3 separate regions of the Zea mays genome follow, and regions 1 and 3 are each linked to region 2. A link is a contact called in public Hi-C data. All regions are on one chromosome and are shown on one strand. The core of a region is the stretch at or near the end of the contact, and the rest is flanking DNA. Distances in the headings are between cores, read along the strand shown. Region 1 holds the start of LOC103627442 (regulator of nonsense transcripts UPF2). Region 2 holds the start of LOC100191780. Region 3 holds the start of LOC100273679 (two-component response regulator ARR3).

The links. A called contact is a pair of places that touch in the nucleus more often than the background predicts.
Region 1: a contact with region 2 is called in a Hi-C map of tassel, with 2.6 times the contacts expected there. The contact joins the promoter of LOC103627442 here to the promoter of LOC100191780 in region 2. A contact is called at or near these places in 2 of 25 Hi-C or Micro-C datasets (ear and tassel).
Region 3: a contact with region 2 is called in a Hi-C map of ear, with 2.7 times the contacts expected there. The contact joins the promoter of LOC100273679 here to the promoter of LOC100191780 in region 2. A contact is called at or near these places in 2 of 25 Hi-C or Micro-C datasets (ear and endosperm).

Annotation. Positions count from the first base shown.
Region 1 is chr5:191,201,383-191,204,127 of Zm-B73-REFERENCE-NAM-5.0, forward strand. LOC103627442 (regulator of nonsense transcripts UPF2) reads right to left here and starts at 1,479. Exons shown (of 17, transcript XM_008647737.3): 1 at 1,208-1,479; 2 at 831-972. The coding sequence starts at 908.
Region 2 is chr5:191,518,166-191,520,909 of Zm-B73-REFERENCE-NAM-5.0, forward strand. LOC100191780 reads left to right here and starts at 1,413. Exons shown (of 1, transcript NM_001137205.2): 1 at 1,413-2,744. The coding sequence starts at 1,452.
Region 3 is chr5:191,259,909-191,262,662 of Zm-B73-REFERENCE-NAM-5.0, forward strand. It overlaps LOC100273679 (two-component response regulator ARR3), which reads right to left and starts at 1,380. Exons shown (of 5, transcript NM_001148091.1): 1 at 756-1,380; 2 at 596-642; 3 at 394-471; 4 at 226-296; 5 at 1-105. The coding sequence starts at 1,092. The coding sequence ends at 18.

The sequences.
Region 1 (2,745 bases), core at 229-2,728, 320 kb before region 2:
GTAGCGACCCTCGACCTGGGAACATCATTCCCGACCCGGGTACACGGGTCATTTTCATTACCACCATGTAAAAATATCACACAAATAGTGTACCACGTTCGGACGTTCCTCGACACTATCGATCCGGAAACTTTGTGACTAAGTAGGATACTATCCCTTCCCCAGACCCCACTCATGTGGAGCCTCTAGCACTAGGCCTACCTTAAGATATGATACTAGAAACTGACAGAGAATGAAATTTTCATTTGTGCAGTGCTTTCACACAGACACATGCTCCAACCAGAATAGTTTGTTGATGGAGATAGATCCAAGATTTGTCTTTGCCCAAGTGGACAGATAACTGCTACTGGTGACATTGGTTGGCTAGCTCCATGACTAGAGTATGCCATGGTTACCAGTGTCAATATAATGCTGTCCCACACCCCTCTCATCAATCAAGCATTTTAGGCCATAAAATATAAGTTAACCTGCATATAGTTAGGTCAAAGTTGGGGGTAATAATCATTAATCAAAGTTTGCCAGTGATCCCAAGTCCCAATCGAATCCATGAGCCATTATTATGGCAGGTCTATTAAATGCCCAACTGATTCTAGGCATGGCAAATAAAATCCCAATCCTCTTCCTGACTAATCTTTAGCCCTATCAGTGCCAGGATCTGCCAATGAAATAAGATTAGAGGGGACTAATTACCAATATGGCAATATCATTAGGTGAACAAAATTATAAGGATGAATGATAGGATAACCATCAACAGTAAATTGTGAGTTATCAACAACAATAAAGATCATTTATCCATGAAATTTAATAAAAGAGTAGAGGTCTCAATTTACCTCATCATCATGTTTGATCTGGCGCACATCATCATCTTGCTTGGTATCAATTCGGTTCTCACTCTGAGCATTGTCCATTTTGTTCAGAGCGAAAACCCAGAACTATCCAACTTGTTATGCGCAACCAAAATATCCTCCGTATCTGTTAATGAGAAATTGTAAGCCACGGTCAATACAAATAAGGGCGGAGCCAATAAGGGCATGGGTGTACACATGTATACCCTATATAACTTTTGCAAGAAGAAAATAACGAAGTTAATGGGTATGTATATGCTTGTAATTAGACCAGATCCGAATACAAATAGCCAAATAGCGTAGGTTAGGGTTTGGATGATCGGTTTCGCACAGCAGCAAGGGCATATAAGGGGTGGGCATACAGGGTTGGTGCTCCTCGCCAGCAAAGGGCCCGCCGAAGACCTGAGCACCTGGCGTGGGGCGGCGTCGGCGGTCACCCAATAGGCAAATAATCGTAACAGGGGAGGGAAAGACGCAGGGGTGAACAGGCAGCACACTTCAACTCGAGAAGACGACGCTGGTTCAGTGGTTCTACACAGTCAAGTCTGTTTGGGCGTTTGCCAAGGTCCTCTAGTCTAGAAATTTGGATGGGCAACACCAACGATCGTACCGTTTAGGATCCGTAGCCGCGTCTACTCCCAGGGCTGTTTGTAGAACGTAGATATGGTACTGGTGAGTTTTTTTTTTTGGAAAATTCCTGATATGACATAAGATTTTATATTCATTTCTTGTATGCTACTGAGTGACATATAGATATATTTTTATGTGTGTATGACATATGAGGCCAGTGGCACACAAGGAACGAGTATATTCATTTCTTGTATATTTTTAATGGCATACAGAGAATTGGCCCGAGTTTTTTTATAGGTTTAGACTAGTTTCTCTATATATATATTTATTATGAATTTAAATAGAAACGCAAACGAGTACGTGGGCATAGTTTATTCTTCCAACTAGTGGTTTTTTTATAGGTTAGGACTAATTTCTCTACACATGGATTTATTAATGGGTTCAGATAGAAACACCGAGTATGTGGGCATAGGTTTATTCTTCCACTACTCATACCGCAAACCTCTAAATTCTTAAAATCAACATAACTTACAAATATGTTTCATAATATTATTATTTGAATATTCTAGTTGAAATAAACTCCATGTAACAAAGTTTAAGCTAAAATTAGTTATCACTTATTTCTTTATTGATGAATGATGTCGGTGGTATGGAAAACCGTTGTGTACCCGAATCTCGTATGGGCATGGGCATGGGTTTGGACAAAATTTTATACCATCATAGGTATGAGTTTTTTTGCGGGAGTATTTTTTCTTTGTGGATATGGGTTTAGGAAAATGATACCCAACAAGTTTTTACCCATTGTCATCTATAGCTGTTTGATTGCCACTTGTTGGCTACCTCTCAACTATAAGGACACGCTCAACACAGAGTGTATATGGCCGTACAAAATATTGTTTTATGGGTAATAGTGGGACAGTTGTTCTGGGTTCGGGAGCCTTGCCGATTCGATTTATTGTCTGCCTTCTTAACGCCAAGCCCCTTTCTCCACATAGCCAAAGCCTTTTCCGAGCTCTTCGTTGTTCCTGCCTTCCACTCGCACTCCTCTTCCCACCACTTTCTCCCTTCGTAACATATGGTGTTCTGGAATCGGTATAAGATCAAGCGAAGCCGTCTAGATGCCCACGTCGCATGGGGTCTTCTTTACGAAGAGGATTTGAGGCTTCTCGAGCATGAGGTCATCTCCGAGCCGCCAACGTGCTTCATGGTGTCGTTCGTTCATTTTCACGAGCGGGGGTTTGTGATGCCTCTGCATCCCTTCTTGGTTGGGCTTCTACACTATTACAAGATTCAGCTACACCACCTCAATCTTAATGAGATTCAGCATATG
Region 2 (2,744 bases), core at 163-2,662:
ATCAATGTACTTCTTTTCTTTAAGACTGTTATTTTGTATAGCTTCTCCTTGATGTGTGTATCCCATTTCCTTTATATTTCTTATTGCTGCAACCACTTCAAAGTTTCAATTTTAGTTCAGGTTTTATAGCATCATTGTCAAGAGTTATTGAGTAATTTTTTTAATTTAGCTGCCCAAAAAGTTCATACTAAAAACAGTTGAACTCTTCTTACTTCCTGAGAGAGAGATCGGGAGGGCAGCCACCGATTAATCAAGATTACACCAGCAATTATAGTAGAGGATATCCTGGCAATATACTGTCTAACCCCCCGGTAGTAGGAATGTCGGTGGAACGGACATTTATGCCGGACCGAAACTCTAGGAAGACGCTCGAAGGTAGGCTTTTGATGAAGATGTCGGCGAACTGCGAGGTGGTTGACATGTGGTGGACGTGCACAGCACTGGCGGCTACGCACGAACAAAGTGAAGGTCAACCTCAACATGTTTGGTGTGTTGATGTTGCACCAGGTTTGTCGAGAGGTAGACAACACTCATATTGTCGCAGTAAACAGCCATGGCACACTGGAGAGGCTAGTGAAGCTCGAGTAGAAGCTGACGCAGCCAAGTCGCCTTAGCGACGCCGTTGGCGACGATGCGGTACTCAGCCTCTGCACTAGACCGAGAGATCGTCAGTTGTCGCTTGCTAGACCAGGAGATGAGACAGTCACCGAGGAACACGACGTACCCTGACGTGGAGCGATGAGTGTCCGGTCTCTCGGCCCAGTCGGCATCGGTATAGACAGTCAGCGTGTGCGGCGAGGAAGCACGAGCTACGAACAGCTCGAGGTCGACGGTGATGTGCAGATAGCGAAGGATGCGCTTGAGGGCGGTGAGATGCGGCTCCCGAGGATCATGCATGTAGAGGCAGACTTGTACCGCATAAGTGATGTTCGGGCGGGTGAAGGTGAGATACTGCAAGGCACCGACCAGGTTGCGGTACAATGTTGACTCTGGAACCGGCGAGCCATCAGAGGAGAGCTTGGCCCTGAGTGTTCACCGGGGTACTGCAAGGCTTGCACGCAGTCATGCCAGCGCGCTCCAGAATCTCGAGGGTGTACTGTCGTTGAGAGAGAACGAGAGACGCGCACAGTATAACATATATTTTATATATAAGTTATTGTAGTATTATATGTTCCCATTACAACGCACGGATATTCGCCTAGTTATCCATAGTTTACTCAAAATATTGTTTTTATACTATTCTGTACACTAGACTGAACTGTTTGGACTTTAAATACGGTTATTGGAGAGATATAGTCTCTCGGCTTTACAATTTCGGTCTGCTATACACGACTCACTCAATTGGGCCCAACAGTCTAACACGGGATCCCAAAGAAGCCCTAAAACCTAGCGAAGAAAACCCAGCCAAAGCCCTCCCCCCTGTTCCCCTCGTCTCGTCGCCGCCTACGAAAATGGCTGCGCTCGCGACACTCCTCCGCCACAGCCGCCGCAGCCATGCCCACGTCCTCCCCATCTCCCGTGCGCTCTCCACCACCACCCCGACCACCGGCGGCACCGATCCCGTTGCCATCACGTTGTCGGACGCCAAGAGACAACTCCTCCGCGAGCGCGATCCGGACCGCGTGGTCTCCATCCTCGACGCCATCGACACGGCGTCCATCTCCGCTGCTTCCACCCGGCACGCGCTCTCCCTCGCCGCGCGCCGCCTTTCTCGCTCCCGCCGCTTCGCTGACGCGGAGGCCCTCCTCTCCTCCCATCTCACCGCGTCCACCACCGAGGCCCACCTCGCCGCCGTCCTGTGCTCCTACGCCTCCGCCAACCTCCCCGAGAAGGCCATCGACGCGTTCCGCTCCGCTGCGCCGTCCCTTCCAACCCCCAACTCCCCGCTCCCCTTCAACGCCCTCCTCTCCACCTTCATACGATGTCGCCGCTACAGACGCGTCCCTGTCCTCTTCGCTGAGCTCTCCAAGGAGTTTTCCATCACCCCCAATGCCACATCCTATGGCATCCTTGTCAAGGCCTACTGCATGGCCCGCGATGATGCTAAGGCCAAGCAGGCCTTGGATCTAATGCGCGAGCAAGGTATCTCGCCGACCAACAGGATCTACACCACGTTGATCGATTCCATGTATAAGAGGAAGATGACCAATGAGGCTGAGTCTTTGTGGAAAGAGATGGTAGAAAGTGAATGTGAGCCCGATGTGGCAACTTATAATGTGAAGGCCATGTACTACGCGCTCCATGGAAAGCCAGAAGAGGTTATGGAGGTGATGACAGAGATGGAAGCGGCTGGTGTGAAGCCGGACACCACCACCTACAATTTCCTCATGACTAGCTATTGCAAGAGTGGCAAATTGGAGGATGCTAAGGTTCTTTACCACTCCCTAGCTGAGAAGGGGTGCTCGGCAGATGCTGCCACGTACAAGCACATGTTAGCAGAACTCTGTGCCTATGGAGACTTTGATGCTGGTTTGGGCATCTTCAAGGATAGCTTAAAGAGGCGTAAGGTGCCAGATTTTAGAACAATGAAAGGGTTGGTTGAGGGATTGGCAAAGGGAGGCAGGGTGGCTGATGCCAAAGAGGTTGTTGCAGAGGTAAAAAAGATGTTCCCAGAGAATTTGCTGTCTGGTTGGAAGAAGGTTGAGAAAGAGCTTGGGTTGGACTCAGATAGTGGAGAAACTCCTCTGTTGGAAGTTACATCTGGAGAAACTGTTGCTGAGGTTAGGCCCGATGCTGCAGAGGTA
Region 3 (2,754 bases), core at 130-2,629, 260 kb before region 2:
CCCCGCTCCATGAGTCCTCACCGGAGCACGCGGCTGAAGACGCGCGACACGTCCGACGCGCGGACGGGCTTCACCAGGAAATCCTCTGCTCCTTCCTCCAGGCATCTGTGATTAGATTAGATTAGATTAGACACGGGAGGGGGGCAAGGCACGACGTTAGATCATTAGACGTAGGTACGGGTGCTACTGCTACATCTTTAGTCGTATGTGATGATTGCTTATTACCTTCTGATTCTGGTCGAGACGTTCTCCGAGGACATGATCACCACCGGGATCTGCTTCAGCTTGGACGACTCCTGCATGCACGGATCTTCATTAGTCAGCGATCTTAAATGAAGGCTCAGATTTCACGTTGCAGAATGCAGAATGGGCTAGTCGTCAGATCATCTTTACCTTGACCTTCTTGAGCAGCTCGTATCCCGTCATCTCTGGCATGCAGTAATCGGTGATTATCATACTCACGTTCGGCTCCTATATCATAGGATACATACACGATACGACCCGAAAACAAGGGTGAGAAATAAAGGCGTAGATCCCCGTGTAAAAATTGGTAAGAAAAAAAAGAGAAAAGAATCACAGCTATATGAGTCAATACCGTGCCTAACAGTTCCAGGGCCCTCTTCCCACTTTCCACCGCAGTCACTGCACGAACGCACAAGACCAAAACAATTTGCATCAAGAACTGAACTAAGTACCGAGACCACAGGAACGCCCGCCCGCCCGCCCGCCTGCCTGCCCAGCAGCTTGCAACGCACCACGAAACCGGGAGCTCCGGAGTATGGCGGCGATGATGGCGCGGTCGACGGAGCTGTCGTCCACCGCGAGGACGTGCGGCGTCGGCGCCCCCACGCCCCCGGCCACTGCTCCACCGACGCTGGCCATCTGAAGCTTGGACTCCCCTGTCGACTCCGACGACCCGCCGTCTTGCCCAGCCTTGGGCCGGTGCTGCGCGCTTATATACACGCGCGGGGGGCGCGCTTCTTGCCTGTTACGGAAGGGGGAAAGGAAGCGATCGGTCAGGAGATCCCCAGTGCGGCGAGTGAATCCGCGAGATCTCGGTACGGGGATGGTCCGGCCAGTGAGCTTTTTCATACGGGGCGACCCACACGTGCCAGGGGACGCAGGTATTAACTCCTCCCCTCCTGGCGCTGCCCAGGACAGGATCTCGTCTCCTTTTCCGGACCCAAGGATCTTCTCTCTTCAATGAGCACCTCCGATGTGCTTGGATTGGATATCTCTGCACACTCCGTGATCCTTATTTTGTCTGCCATCTGATCTGATCGACGAGATTCGGCTGGCGAGATTGTTTAAGCTCTCCGCATTGGCGATTCTACAGCTCCGCGATCCAGCGCATGTGCCAGTGCCACCATAAACTCGTCTTATTATCTCAGCACGCAGCGGATTTGTCGTCCTCGTAGTGGCTCATCAAGGTCGCAGGCAGGCCCGTGAGCCGTGACCAAGAAAGCAGAGGCCACGCCAGCTCGTCCGTTTGACAAAACCGGCGTATACTTGCACCTGTACGCTGCCACTGACGTTTGGTATGGGCACAGATTTTCTCGAGAGACTGCTACTGCTAGGAGCAGGCCAAGGACGACGAAGACGCACGTATTACACCACCAGAAAGCTGGTATCCTAGTCCTGGAGCGATCGATCTTTACATGAGCGCACTGGCCAAAGTGATTGGGTTCGTGCACAATCCGCCGACCAAGTACAGGAGTAATGGAACACCGGGAGCGGGAGGAATAGCTCTAGTGCATTCAACCCCCTTGTTCTTGCGGTTAATTAATCTGATGAGAACTAATGTGTTACCTATATATGTTTTCCCTATACCTTGTTTATACCTGGTATATTTATTACTGGATAGATTTGCTATTGCTCTACTTGATTATGGGATAAATGATACACTGAGCATGATTTATTGTTGCTAGTATACATATTATGCATGATAAAATCACTCGTTTAATTGGAATATGGAGTGCCAATCCGAGAAAACCACAGAGACTATATAGCCTCATGTCTTGGCTAATTAATCAGGGAAGCTAGTGTGTAAGAATCTTACACGAAAGGGCAAGCGGGGAGGAGTTACTCAAATATAGTGATGGGGTTGACCATGTTACAATGGTTTTTCAGACCTCGGGATTATCTATAGTTCTATACCATCTCTGCTTAAATCTGGAGTGGGTTTTCTCATACGAGTGGAATTTTATAAAGGCATCGCAGTGAACCTTGCTCTACCTCCTTGGAAGAGGTGTAGGGTCTAGCTAAACCGTGACAAATAGGTAACACGACTTATGGGTAAAGATGTGCAACCTCTGCAGAGTGTAAAATATATATATCAATCGTGCTGACGGTTACGACCGGCTCGAAACTCTCACATGATTAATATATAGAAGTAAATTTAAATCGACATGTATGTGGTTGCTTTATGGGTGACATTTTAGTTTACCATTTAATTGGGTTGATATTTACTAGCCGTTACTAATAAAAGTTTGATCAACTTAATTAAAATGTAATGCTTAGCCTTAAATTTTTTTTGTAAGTCTTATACTATACTTTTTTTCTACACAGTTGATGAGTCCCTACCATAAGTGAGTTCACCCTTGCAGGATTTGTTTCTCAGAATTAGGTCAGCAAGGGAAAGACTACTACTACGAGTTCGACGAGTTCAGGACTATTGTCGCTCCGGTCAACCTACCTGTGGTTCATTATCGAGATCGTCATCGTCGTCGTTGTTTAGTTTCTTTATTTAGTTAT